2 separate regions of the Mus musculus genome follow, and region 2 is linked to region 1. The links are chromatin contacts, called in public ChIA-PET maps. All regions are on one chromosome and are shown on one strand. Each heading gives the region's core, a stretch centred on a gene start, on an enhancer-like site or on the middle of the called end of the contact. The rest is flanking DNA. Distances are from core to core; before and after follow the strand shown. Region 1 holds the start of Trmt1l (tRNA methyltransferase 1 like). Region 2 overlaps Niban1 (niban apoptosis regulator 1).

Region 1 (5,396 bases), core at 1,170-3,669:
TGGTTCAATAATGCTTATATAGCATCTTCCATAATAAACAGGACTAACCCGTATAATCAAAGCCACTGCATGGTATATATTAGCTAGGATTTCTATTGCTATAATAAAAACCATGATTAAAAGCAACTTGAGGAGGGTTTATTTCACTGACATTTCCACAACACAGTCACTCAAATAGTCCAGCAACCAAAATCAAGTTTCTGGCATGTGAGTAACTTTGAAGCTGACCCATGTCAAGTCTTTACCTGACAACAGTGGATCTACCAGGTAGCTTCAGTATATCGTCGTTAAAGACCCAAATCCTAATACAGCCAGGAAGTTCATTTTTAATTCCTGGTCCACAAAAACTGTTGAAATTATTTTTATTGTTGCTTAACAGGGCCGGGCGTGGTGGCGCACGCCTTTAATCCCAGCACTTGGGAGGCAGAGGCAGGCTGTTTTTCTGAGTTCAAGGCCAGCCTGGTCTACAGAGTGAGTTCCAAGACAGCCAGGGCTACACAGAGAAACCTTGATGTGAAAAAACAAACAAACAAAAATATAAGATAGCTTATGCAGTAATGCAACTGATGCTTAATATACTCTCCTAAGCCTTTAAACTGAAAATTCCCTCATGCTTAGAAATTCTGAATTTAAACTGCCACAGAATCCCCATGCTAACATTAAATTGTTGTCATCTGTTTTCTAGCTGGTGTTAAATAAGGTTAAAATATTGAGTCAAGCTCTCAAATTAATCATTTACTCTTTTTATAAATGGGAAAAAAAAAAAAACAAGTACTACAAGTACTAAGGATGTCATTTAGAGCTAAGACACAGTGCCTGTTATGAATACCAAAGGCAGAGGGAGGGGTGAGGTGGGGTGAGGTGTTCTGTCAATTAAAAATAATACCATTTCTTTTTTTTTAATATATTATGTATTTATGTGCTTTATGTGTTTTGTCTGCATTCAAGTCTCTGTGAGGGCATCAAATCCCTGGGACCTGGAGTTACAGATGGTTTCCATCTGTCAAGTGGATGGCTGGGAACTGATAAGAGTCTTCCGCAAGAAAAGCAGGTGACCTAAACCACTGAACAATCTCTCTGGTCCTAGTTACCATTTCTACAGGTTGTAATAGGTGCTATTGTCTCACTTTTAATCGTTAAATAGTTAACTCCCCACATAGGAATCCTAGTCCAAAAGCGGTTAAAAGGCCTTCAGTCGTCTTGTGGGGCCAGGCTTCTGACCTTTAAGCTAAGGAGCTAAGCAAATACTTTACCACTGAGATAAGTACATTCGTAGCCCTTAAGGGCTTTAGAACTTGCAAAAGACTGGTGGGGACAAAGTTTACGTTAAACTGGGGAAGGAAAAACACCTTCAAACACTCCAACTAGGAAGGACAATGAGAGAGCAAAACTTCCAGACAGCATTTCAAAGTAACAAACAATCACACACCGTCTCCTATGGTTTCCCAACAGAGGAAAAAAACCTGAGAACCTCCCCTCTTGCCTTAAACGCTCAAGACAGTCCGAAGCAGGCAACCTGAAAGAAAGATCAATTTGGGTTGTTTTTGTTTTGTTTTTCCAGTCTGCTCCAGTGTGCTTATTAGAAATAAAGTGAAGAGAACAAATAAGACTTCGGTGATAAACAAGTCCAGGATATATATATTTATAAAACTTGAGGCGCAGAGGATTCCCTGGCCATATTCCTTAGAGAATCTGAAATGCATCAAAGTGATACATTTGTTAGTAAAAGCCTAAAAAAAAACAAAACAAAACAGGTCAAAACTGCAAAACAATCTCCTACAACCACACCGCGCCTATTCTGCTATCCTTAACCTAGAGGCAAAATTGAAAAAGTGAAGAGCGTCCGGGTCGCAAGTTGTGGGGGGGAAAGTTGTGGAGAGCGGAGTCAGGACTCTACCTCAGGGGGCTGACAGAAAAGTGCTTCTGGGATTCATAAACTGCCTCGGCCCACCCCCACACAAGCCGCCATCGGTCCCCCCACCGCCTCAGGTCCAGCTGGAGCAACCCGGCCACACACTCCACGAGCCGGCCGACCTCCGACCAGCCCCCGCAGTCGCCCGGCCCAGACCTCAGCTCGCGGGTCCCGAGCCCGACCGACGTCCGGGTACAGGAGGCCAGCAGTGAAAAGCTGTCGCCCAGAGAGATGTCCACGCGCCCGGAATACCCTAACTTACCTGAGTCCGCGGCAGCAGCAGCCACAGCGACAGTGGCGATTCCCCGGACCAGTCGGACACCCAAAGCGCCTTCCCAGAGCCCGCTGCACACTGGGAAATGTAGTTCTGTACTCGGACCCCCGCCAGGAGCCGAACGCTCCAGGCAATTCTAGAGTTCTCGGCGCTCTGTGTGTGTTTCCTCCAAGGACCGGAACTGAGCACCGCCCATGAGGCGCGATGCCTCCTGGGTGTTGTAGTCTTATTTCGGTTCGGTGGCGGCCAGTGATGCAGAGGACGTACCGAGGAAACGGAACTCTTTTTCCTCATTGGACACTGTCCGCCACACGCTTCTGCGCAGTCTGTGGTGGCGTCGTAACGCCTCGGGGAAGGGGAAGCCGGCGAAGGGTCGAACCGCTGCCTCTGGCTTTCAGTTTTTCTGCTGACAGGGTTGGGTCACTGGAGCTCCGCCGTTTGTCTGTGGCACGCGTACAGCCTTCCCAATTGCTTCCCCGCCCTTGGATCCAGCCCTGTGTGCATTAACGTCTATTAACCCACTCCGCCGCGAGTCCCCTCCGCGTCCCCTGGCTCGGAGGCCGTAACTATGGAGAATATGGCGGAGGAGGAGCTGCTACCCCAGGAGAAGGAGGAGGCCCAGGTCAGGGTCCCGACCCGGGCCCCGGATTCGGCTCCGGTCCCAGCTCCGGCCGCAGATACGGCTCTGGACTCGGCTCCGACGCCGGACTCGGATCCAGCCCCAGCCCTTGCCCCGGCCCCGGCTCCGGCCCTGTCCCCGTCCCTAGCCTCTGTCCCCGAGGAGGCTGAAAGCAGTAAGTGCAGACGGCCTGATCTCTCTGCCGCAGAGAAGCGAGAAACCATGCCTCGCTGGGGAATAGGGGAGGCCCTTCTCCAGGGTGTTTTTTTTAATGTGGAAAGGCAAATTTAGAAAAATGGGAGGAGGAGGAGGAACCAGAGCGGCAGGTAAGAGTAAAAGGAATACAGCATGGAAAGGGATACTTCTTCCATAAACCTCGAGGATATCATCCTGAAGGATATATGAAGGCCAGGCGTGAGGCAGAGAAAAATAAACAATGAAATTAGTGGCTGTGTCCGTTAGTGTCTTTAGTAGTTTCCATCTCAACCCAGTCTACAATAGTTTTAAAACTTTCCACTGTGTTACAGTAATGGAGGTACTAAGGTAGTAGTAGATCAAGATTGAGAAACTGAAAGCATTTTTCAGTCAGGACTTATACACACTGATGGATTTGTCTCATTGCTGGAGTATACTTTGCTCCCGAGAATAGAAACTCCGTCTCTTGTATCTGCCAAATACTAATTGAGCTTTGTACTTCATTCCAAAGGACAACGATCGTGAAAACGTATAGCCCATATTTTTATTTTCTGAATGTGTTTATACATGTTCCGAGTGGTGGTTTTTCGGTTCATATAAGAAACATAAGACTGATAATTATTAGCATTTTAAGGATCTTCTTAACATTTTGCACAGCGGGCCTAAAAAAAAAAAATTCAACGAGTTTTGTTTTTTTTTTCAACAAATCTGTGGTCCATAAATGGATCTTTATACTCCTTCTGAATTATCGCGTGAGGAATTAATTCATATTTCTAGGCCAGTTGGGGGTTAAATGTACATAAAACAGTCATAATCTAAGAGAATTATTTTGCAGTTCTACAACCACATTCAAGAGCAGCAGAATTGATCCCAGGAAAGACAAAAATCATCCAGTAGACTCATCATTTGGGATCACAGCTTTTAGTGCAAAACAAGGCCTTTTCTCCCTCTACATACAACCTGATGGATAGGGACTTTTACACTGTTAAGGGAATAGCTACCACCCACCTGATCATGTTTAAATCGGACATAGTTCAGCTGTTTGGGGAATGCTTCTTTACTTCTTCACCATTTTAATGCCTTAAAATGCCTCATGGGGCATAGTGACTCCTCATGGTATGTATGCCTGTAATCCTAACACTCCAGAGATTCAGGCAGGCCTGGTAGCTTGGAGATCAACCTGAGCTGCCTAGGGAGACATTGTCCCAAAAGTCTGTCTTAGGGGAAGAGGGTTGCAAACATTTGATTATATGTGCTACAACAATTACAAATTTCTACTGTGAAGAATTTGTGCTGTTGAAACCTTTAAACACGCACTAATCCTTTGAAAATGTATTTTCAGATCTAGTTAGTCCTTTGAAGGCAGTAGCAGCTAGGCAAGATGAAAATGGTGATTCTGAAATAGAATTGAAATTTGAGGAAAAAGTAACAGAAGAAATTGTGAAAGAACCTTCTAGTATATTGGGTTTGTCTGATTTAACAGGTTTACTTTATTGATTATGAGTATGCTATTTAAAAAAAAAAAAAAAGGAGTGTGCCGGGCGTGGTGGCGCACGCCTTTAATCCCAGCACTCGGGAGGCAGAGGCAGGTGGATTTCTGAGTTCAAGGCCAGTCTGGTCTACAAAGTGAGCTCCAGGACAGCCAGGGCTACACAGAGAAACCCTGTCTTGAAAAACCAAAAAAAAAAAAAAAAAAAAAAGAGTGTTTAAATACAGAATGATATTACCATGTTGAACCAGAAAAGATTAGAAAGATATAAAAAGAATTTTCAGACAGGTTTTGAAATTTTCCTTCAATAGTGGACTAGATAATTTTCAGTTTTCTTTTTCTAACTTATTAATTTTATTAGGATCCTCTTATATTGTACTGCCTAACAGAATAATCCAGGAGGCATATCTTTTATGCAGCATTATATATCCTATTGCACATACATGCCTGAACTATGAAACAGAACCTTTCTCGATTTCAAATGTGGTAGTTTAGTTTGTATAAATGAATTCTTTTTGGACCATCACTATCCGAACTAAAAACTAAGTTACTTTTTTGGGCCTGTATTTTATTCTAAGTTTTTGAACAAAGCCTAGTATATGAAGTTTATCAAGCTCATATCTGTAATTCCCGAATTTGAGAAGCTGAAGTAGGAGGATAATGAGTTTGAAGCCAGCATAGGCTACATAGTTCCAGAAGAGTCGTAGCTATATAGTGAGCTCCTATCTCAAGAAAGAAAAGTATAAAGACAGTAATACAATGATGTTTGTCACTCCTTGCTTTTGCTTAGAAAACTGTCATTTGAGCAGAATCGTCCGATGGTGTTAGATCCCAGAATCAGTGATAAAAATGTGCTACTACATTCAAAACAGCTAATGGTTTTTAAAAACTTTAACTATCCTCAGTG
Region 2 (5,396 bases), core at 1,498-3,997, 260 kb after region 1:
GGGGAGAACACACTGTGGGGAAAGCAAAAATTTTAAGGACCACCTTAATTTTCGTTTTCTAATCCTCTGAGGTTAAACACTGAGTGGGTTGCCAAGCCAAGAAAAATAACACGAAAGAAGATACTTCAATTAGAAAACTCGATTTGTGGGACGGGCCATTTTCCCAGTTTTTTCCATTTTGAGCAAGTCTCTGTGTCGATGTTGATGAGAGGCCAGTTCTTCTGTAATGTGGAAGGTGTCCTAGGATTGCTTCCTGGTACTCTCACTATGGAGAGTGTTTAGCTCTTGTAGACGCTATGCCCGAAACTGAGTTTTCTCTTTTAAGCGCCTGCTGCTTTATAATCTAGAAAACCTCAAAGGAGGTAATCCATAACCTGCTAGCTGATCGTCACCTGCCAAGGCCGACTGATTCTCTTAAGTTACGCCCAGTCAGCCATTTAACGTTGACTGAGTAATTCTGATGGTCTAAAGCTATGATGCCGCCTCTCCCTGCAGTGACCCTGCTGCCTACATTCTAATAGAGCCCCCACACACAGATTATAAATTATCTGTAGATTATAGTTATCTGTAGATTATAGTTTCTAGCAAGAGAGCTGTGTGCCCTATTGCAGTGGAGGCTTGCTGTTTACCCCTTCATTTTCCCTTTCTAGGTATGGATTTCTTGACAATTTGATTAGGTGTGTGTGTGTGTGTGTGTGTGTGTGTGTGTGTGTTTACTGGGCATGAAACTTACCAAACTTAAGACCAATGCATGCTAAGTGCACACTCTACCACAGTGAGCTCTACTCCCGAAAGTGCCTGGTTAGATTTTTTTTAAATTACATTTATTTGCCGATTTATTGGATGTATATGTGTGAATGTGTATGTGCCATGGCATAGGTCAGAGGACAGCGTGCAGGAGTTGGTTCTTTCTTTCAACTGTGCAAGTCCCAGGAATTGAACTCAGGCCGTCAAGGTTACCAGTGAACACCTTTATTAGTGTTCTCCACTGCGGCTCGAGACCCGCTCTGCAAACCTCTGTCTCCAAAAATAACTACCTTACAGTTCATAACAGTGGCAAAATCACAGTTATGAAGTAGCAACAAAAATAAATTTAAGGTTGGGGGGGTCGCACACCATGAGGGACTGCATTAAAGGGTCGCAGCATTAGGAAGGTTGAGAAACACCGCTTTCTAAACCATCTTGCGGGTCCAAGATTATTTTTGAGTTCATTTTCCACATCGAAACCTCTATCATTCTGTTATCATTTCCTTCTCTGAGAGCTAGCTTTAGCTGGAGCGATGGCTCATCCACTGAGGAGGCTGGGGCAGGATTGTGAGTTCTAGGCCAGCCTGCACTAGGTAGTCAGGATGCTGGGCTACAGGAGGAGTCCCTCGGCAAACCTGAAGCTAAAGAAAGAAGGCCACAAGCTAGTTTTACGAAGGAAGACACATAATGTTCTGGGGGTTTTGTGTTTTGTTTTGTTTTGGTTTTGGTTTTGGTTTTGCGGGGTAGGAGGGGTTCGAGACAGGATCTCTCTGTGTAACAGCCCTGGCTGTCCTAGAACTTGCTTTGTAGGTCAGGCTGGCCTGGAACTCACAGAGATCTGCCTGCCTCTACCTCCTTAGTGCTGGGATTAAAGGTGTGTGCCACTACCACCTGGCAGGAAGACGCACAATGTGGCTTTCAGAATTCCAGGCAGGTTCCTCAGCCCCAGCTGCCGTCTCCAAACCTTAAATCCCACCACTATACAGACAGTCACTCCTTTCTGGTGATGTGTTATTTCTCAGATGCAGGAACAAACTCATCAAGGTGGGATGCAGAGTCAGACACCTACCCAGTTCTCAGCGGGACCCTCCACTCACTAGCTGTGTGACCATAGGCAGTTAATTCTGCTTTCTCTACCTTGTCAGACTCATCTGTCAGATGAGGTGATAACGATACTTCCCTCTGGAATTTCTGTCAGTTCTCAATGAAATGGGTGATGTCCTTAAATAAACGGCATCTTGCTATGTGCCAGCTATTGCCATTTTCATACGCATGAATTAGCAGACTATGTAGACACTAGCTACTTTTGACAGAGAGGGCTGACATCAGCTCACAAAGAAACTGGACTTTAGTTTGGGCTCAGCTGCATCACAACAGATGACTCATAGGAGAGGTTTCTTATTGGTGGCATGCAGTCCTTGGATGCCCAGGGACAGAGTTTGAGGCGAGGCAGGGAGGGAGAAACAGGGAGGTGTAGGGGGAGAGAGGGGGAAGTAATGACGGTCCCCACCACTTCCTTCAGTAAGTGATGGGATTCTTGGAGGGAGAGTAAGCATTGTGGTAGACACTTACAAATGAGCTCCTACCAGACTGCCTGCTTACTGTCCTGTGTTCTCGTGCCTTATGATAGAGAATTGGCCCGTCATACTTGAAGAACCACAGAAGAATGCAAAATAACATGTCTTTATGAAGTGCCCCTTTTCTTTCTTTTAGATTACATGAAGCAGACAACATTTGAAGCCCAAGCCTTTTTAGAAGCTGTGCAGTTCTTCCGGCAGGAGAAGGGTCACTACGGCTCATGGGAAATGACCACCGGGGATGAAGTCCAGGTACTATGGGCCTCGGAGCTGTGGATCCTCTCTCATCTGTGTGACAGGGGTCAAGGCCATATAATGAAAGTTGCACAAATAGAGGATGTGGTTTCCAAGGCATTTCCCTGAGCTGTCTAAAAGCGTTGAGTCAATGAGCTATAGTTCACATGAAGACTACCAGCCCTGGCCTTCAGGAGGACAGCCCACAGTGCTTAGTTAGGTCGCAAAGTCTGTGAGAGCAGTTTGTTTACAATGCTAGGAGTGTCTTTTGTTGTTTTGGTTATGAGCCAAAGGGCTCTGTGTCGAGTGTGTTCTTACACGTCCACACATGTACTTGTATATTTCCAACCCGAGAACACTTTAGAATTTCAAACAATTCTTAGTGTCCGATAGTTTGCGGAAGTGGATCCATTTAAGACTTTGAGAAGTTGAAATATTTACAATACTTTAATGCACCAAAGAAAACCCAAAGCATAAGAAACAGAAATAAACTGCCTGGCCTAGCAAGTAGACAACATACTTAATATTTAACAGATATTTAATACAGAGACCTGTATTAAAATGTTCCTGTGTGGTATTGTGTAATGTTCAAACCCTAAGCGTGTCTTGGCAGTCTTGCAGAGTGGAAAGGACAGTGTGCACGAGGGAACTGGGAGGCACAGAACAGCTAAGTGACTTATGCAGTCAGCAACGTTATTTCATCTCCTGCCTAGGCCACTTGCTTCGTATTTTCCTCCACTTAAAATCTTTAATTTATTTTTATTTTAAATGTATTAGTATTTTGCCTGCATGTGTGTCTGTGTGAGAGCGTTGGATTCCCTGGAGCGGGAGTTACTGACAATTGTGTATTTGAATTGTGAATTGAACTCTGGTCCCCTTGAGGATCAGCCAGTGCTCCTAACCACTGAGCCATCTCTCCAGTCCCTCACTTAAAGTCTTAATCGTATGTCAGTTCACATTTCTTTCCACTGAAAACAAGAATTTAGTAGAACTTTTGTGGGGTTGAGTGTTTCAGTGTGTGTGTGTGTGTGTGTGTGTATGCTTTCTGTCTACTTTATCCTTTGGGCTAACATGCACTAAGTGCTACAGAAAGTGCAAAAGAGCTAAGTGACTCCTTTTATATTGCTCTCTTAGTAGTAATGACTCACACGAGTGTGGCAAGCTTTCGTGGTGATGGTTGTTTTAGGCAGAGGTCCAGGCAGAGCAGTGTCTCAGAATAAATTTCCTGGCAGGCTGTTTAGGTGAAAATGTTTGTATGCTTGGTAAAAGCATCAACGCATTTTCTACTTGTCAATATGAGCTACGAGCACTATCAGATGAACTCATGAGAAAAAAAAATCTGCAAAAATGTCAAGTAGCTGCAGGTATGAGGTATTTATTTGCCTTTAAATTAACCAGGCGGGTGGGAACATCTCGTCCTTCCCAGGCTGCTTGGTTCTAAGACCAGAAAACTTCCCTTGGTCTTGTCTATTCCTTCTAGACTGGTCTTTATTCAAGATATCTTGAATGGGGCCCTAGGTAGACACACTCACCTACAGTGTTTCAGTAACACAGGGCCCCGGGGCCAAGGGTCCAGTCAGACACAGGGCCTGCCTTTGGGAGGGGCATCCTTCCTCAGTCTTTTTTTTTTTTTTTTTTTTTTTGGTTTTTTGAGACAGGTTTTCTCTGTGTAGCCCTGGCTGTCCTGGAACTCACTCTGTAGACCAGGCTGGCCCCAAACTCAGAAATCCACCTGCCTCTGCCTCCCAAGTGCTGGGATTAAAGGCGTGCACCACCACCACCCGGCTTAAAATGTGTAGCCCAGGCTGGCCTCGAACTCGTGATCCTCCTGCTTCTGCCTCCTTCAGCAAATCCTACCGGCGTGTGCCACCACTACAGGCCCTTCCTCAGTCTTACCCCTTCTTACAGCTTCTAGTCTGAGAAGAAGCACAGTGCTCTGCCCTTAGGGCATAGTGTGACTTCAGTGAGTGTGCTCTGTTGGTTTGGGTTTTGTTGTTGTTTTGAGGGACAGGGTCTCAGCGTGTAGCTCAGGCTAGCCCTAAGGTATTGGCTTGTAGCTCAGGCTAGCTTCAAGCTCTTACCTTACCTCCCTCGGTTTCCTTAATCATATATGAGATATGCAGCACCAAACCCTGCTTGGTTTGTTCATTTTGATCAATCTGATGACATCTTTGGTTTCTTATGTGTGTGAGGAAATCCTTCACTCCACAGCCCAGCAGTTAAATTTTCTCACCATCTCTTCTCACCTTTTTAAAATGCAAAATTATAAAAATGATGTTTGAGGGTCTTTATGGTATAACTCAGTAAATTCTGTTTGATGGGGAGTTAATAGAACCTTCTTATTTAATTAATTAATTAATTAATTAATTTGATTAGCTACTTTCCCTCAAAAAGCCCACAGGCTTCTCTCTTGCTTATGGAGAGCTGGCCATGGTGGGTCGCCCAGAGTGGGCAGGCAAGGGACGAAGCGGTGTCAGGATGGGAGGAAGCTGAATTAAGAGGATGAGGAAGGTGGTGTTAGCATGAGATGGCATGGTACCCCAGGCTCTGCCAGCCTCGGGCCTCTTCCCAACCCCTACCCACCCCCCTCGGAGCCTCTCTTCCCCCTCTCTCTTTCTTTCCCAGACATATTTTCTTTTCAAGTTCCCAAGCTGTAAAATAGAAGCAAATTTCTTGGAACGTCATGTGGGAAAGAGCAGAGGCAAACTGCAAGCCCACCCAGATGGGATGTTGGTTTTCTTTGGCCTTTGTGTGTAACATTTGGGTCTTCTCACATTTATTCACACTCATGCTCAAAATCAATCCAGTCTCTGCAGAAGGACAGATGAGCAGAACTGT

What was found. ChIA-PET counts read pairs in DNA pulled down with a chosen protein or histone mark.
Region 2: a contact with region 1 is called in an RNA polymerase II ChIA-PET map of memory CD8 T cells, with 121 read pairs. The contact joins the enhancer-like site here to the promoter of Trmt1l in region 1. A contact is called at or near these places in 14 of 39 promoter capture datasets (the 3T3-L1 cell line, 3T3-L1-derived adipocytes, the HPC-7 cell line and 9 more), 1 of 15 datasets of contacts at CTCF or cohesin (embryonic stem cells), 4 of 484 Hi-C or Micro-C datasets (LSK cells, embryonic stem cells and muscle stem cells), 27 of 115 datasets of contacts at active chromatin or transcription factors (the 230-238 cell line, the HPC-7 cell line, the SCID.adh cell line and 17 more) and 2 of 9 other capture datasets (adipose tissue and liver).

Annotation. Positions count from the first base shown.
Region 1 is chr1:151,426,123-151,431,518 of GRCm38.p6, forward strand. It overlaps Trmt1l (tRNA methyltransferase 1 like), which reads left to right and starts at 2,420. Exons shown (of 15, transcript NM_026876.4): 1 at 2,420-2,980. The coding sequence starts at 2,755. Swt1 (SWT1 RNA endoribonuclease homolog (S. cerevisiae)) reads right to left here and starts at 2,313. Exons shown (of 20, transcript NM_025819.4): 1 at 2,175-2,313.
Region 2 is chr1:151,687,059-151,692,454 of GRCm38.p6, forward strand. Niban1 (niban apoptosis regulator 1) reads left to right here. Exons shown (of 14, transcript NM_022018.3): 6 at 2,461-2,576. Among named protein-coding and RNA genes, the nearest start is that of Gm41969, 47 kb to the right of the region's middle. Within about 2 kb of position 2,748, at least 118 of the 459 cell types and tissues checked have an H3K27ac peak or open chromatin away from gene starts, as enhancers often do. A contact at or near this core is called in the HPC-7 cell line, LSK cells, the SCID.adh cell line and 5 more, where this site is marked.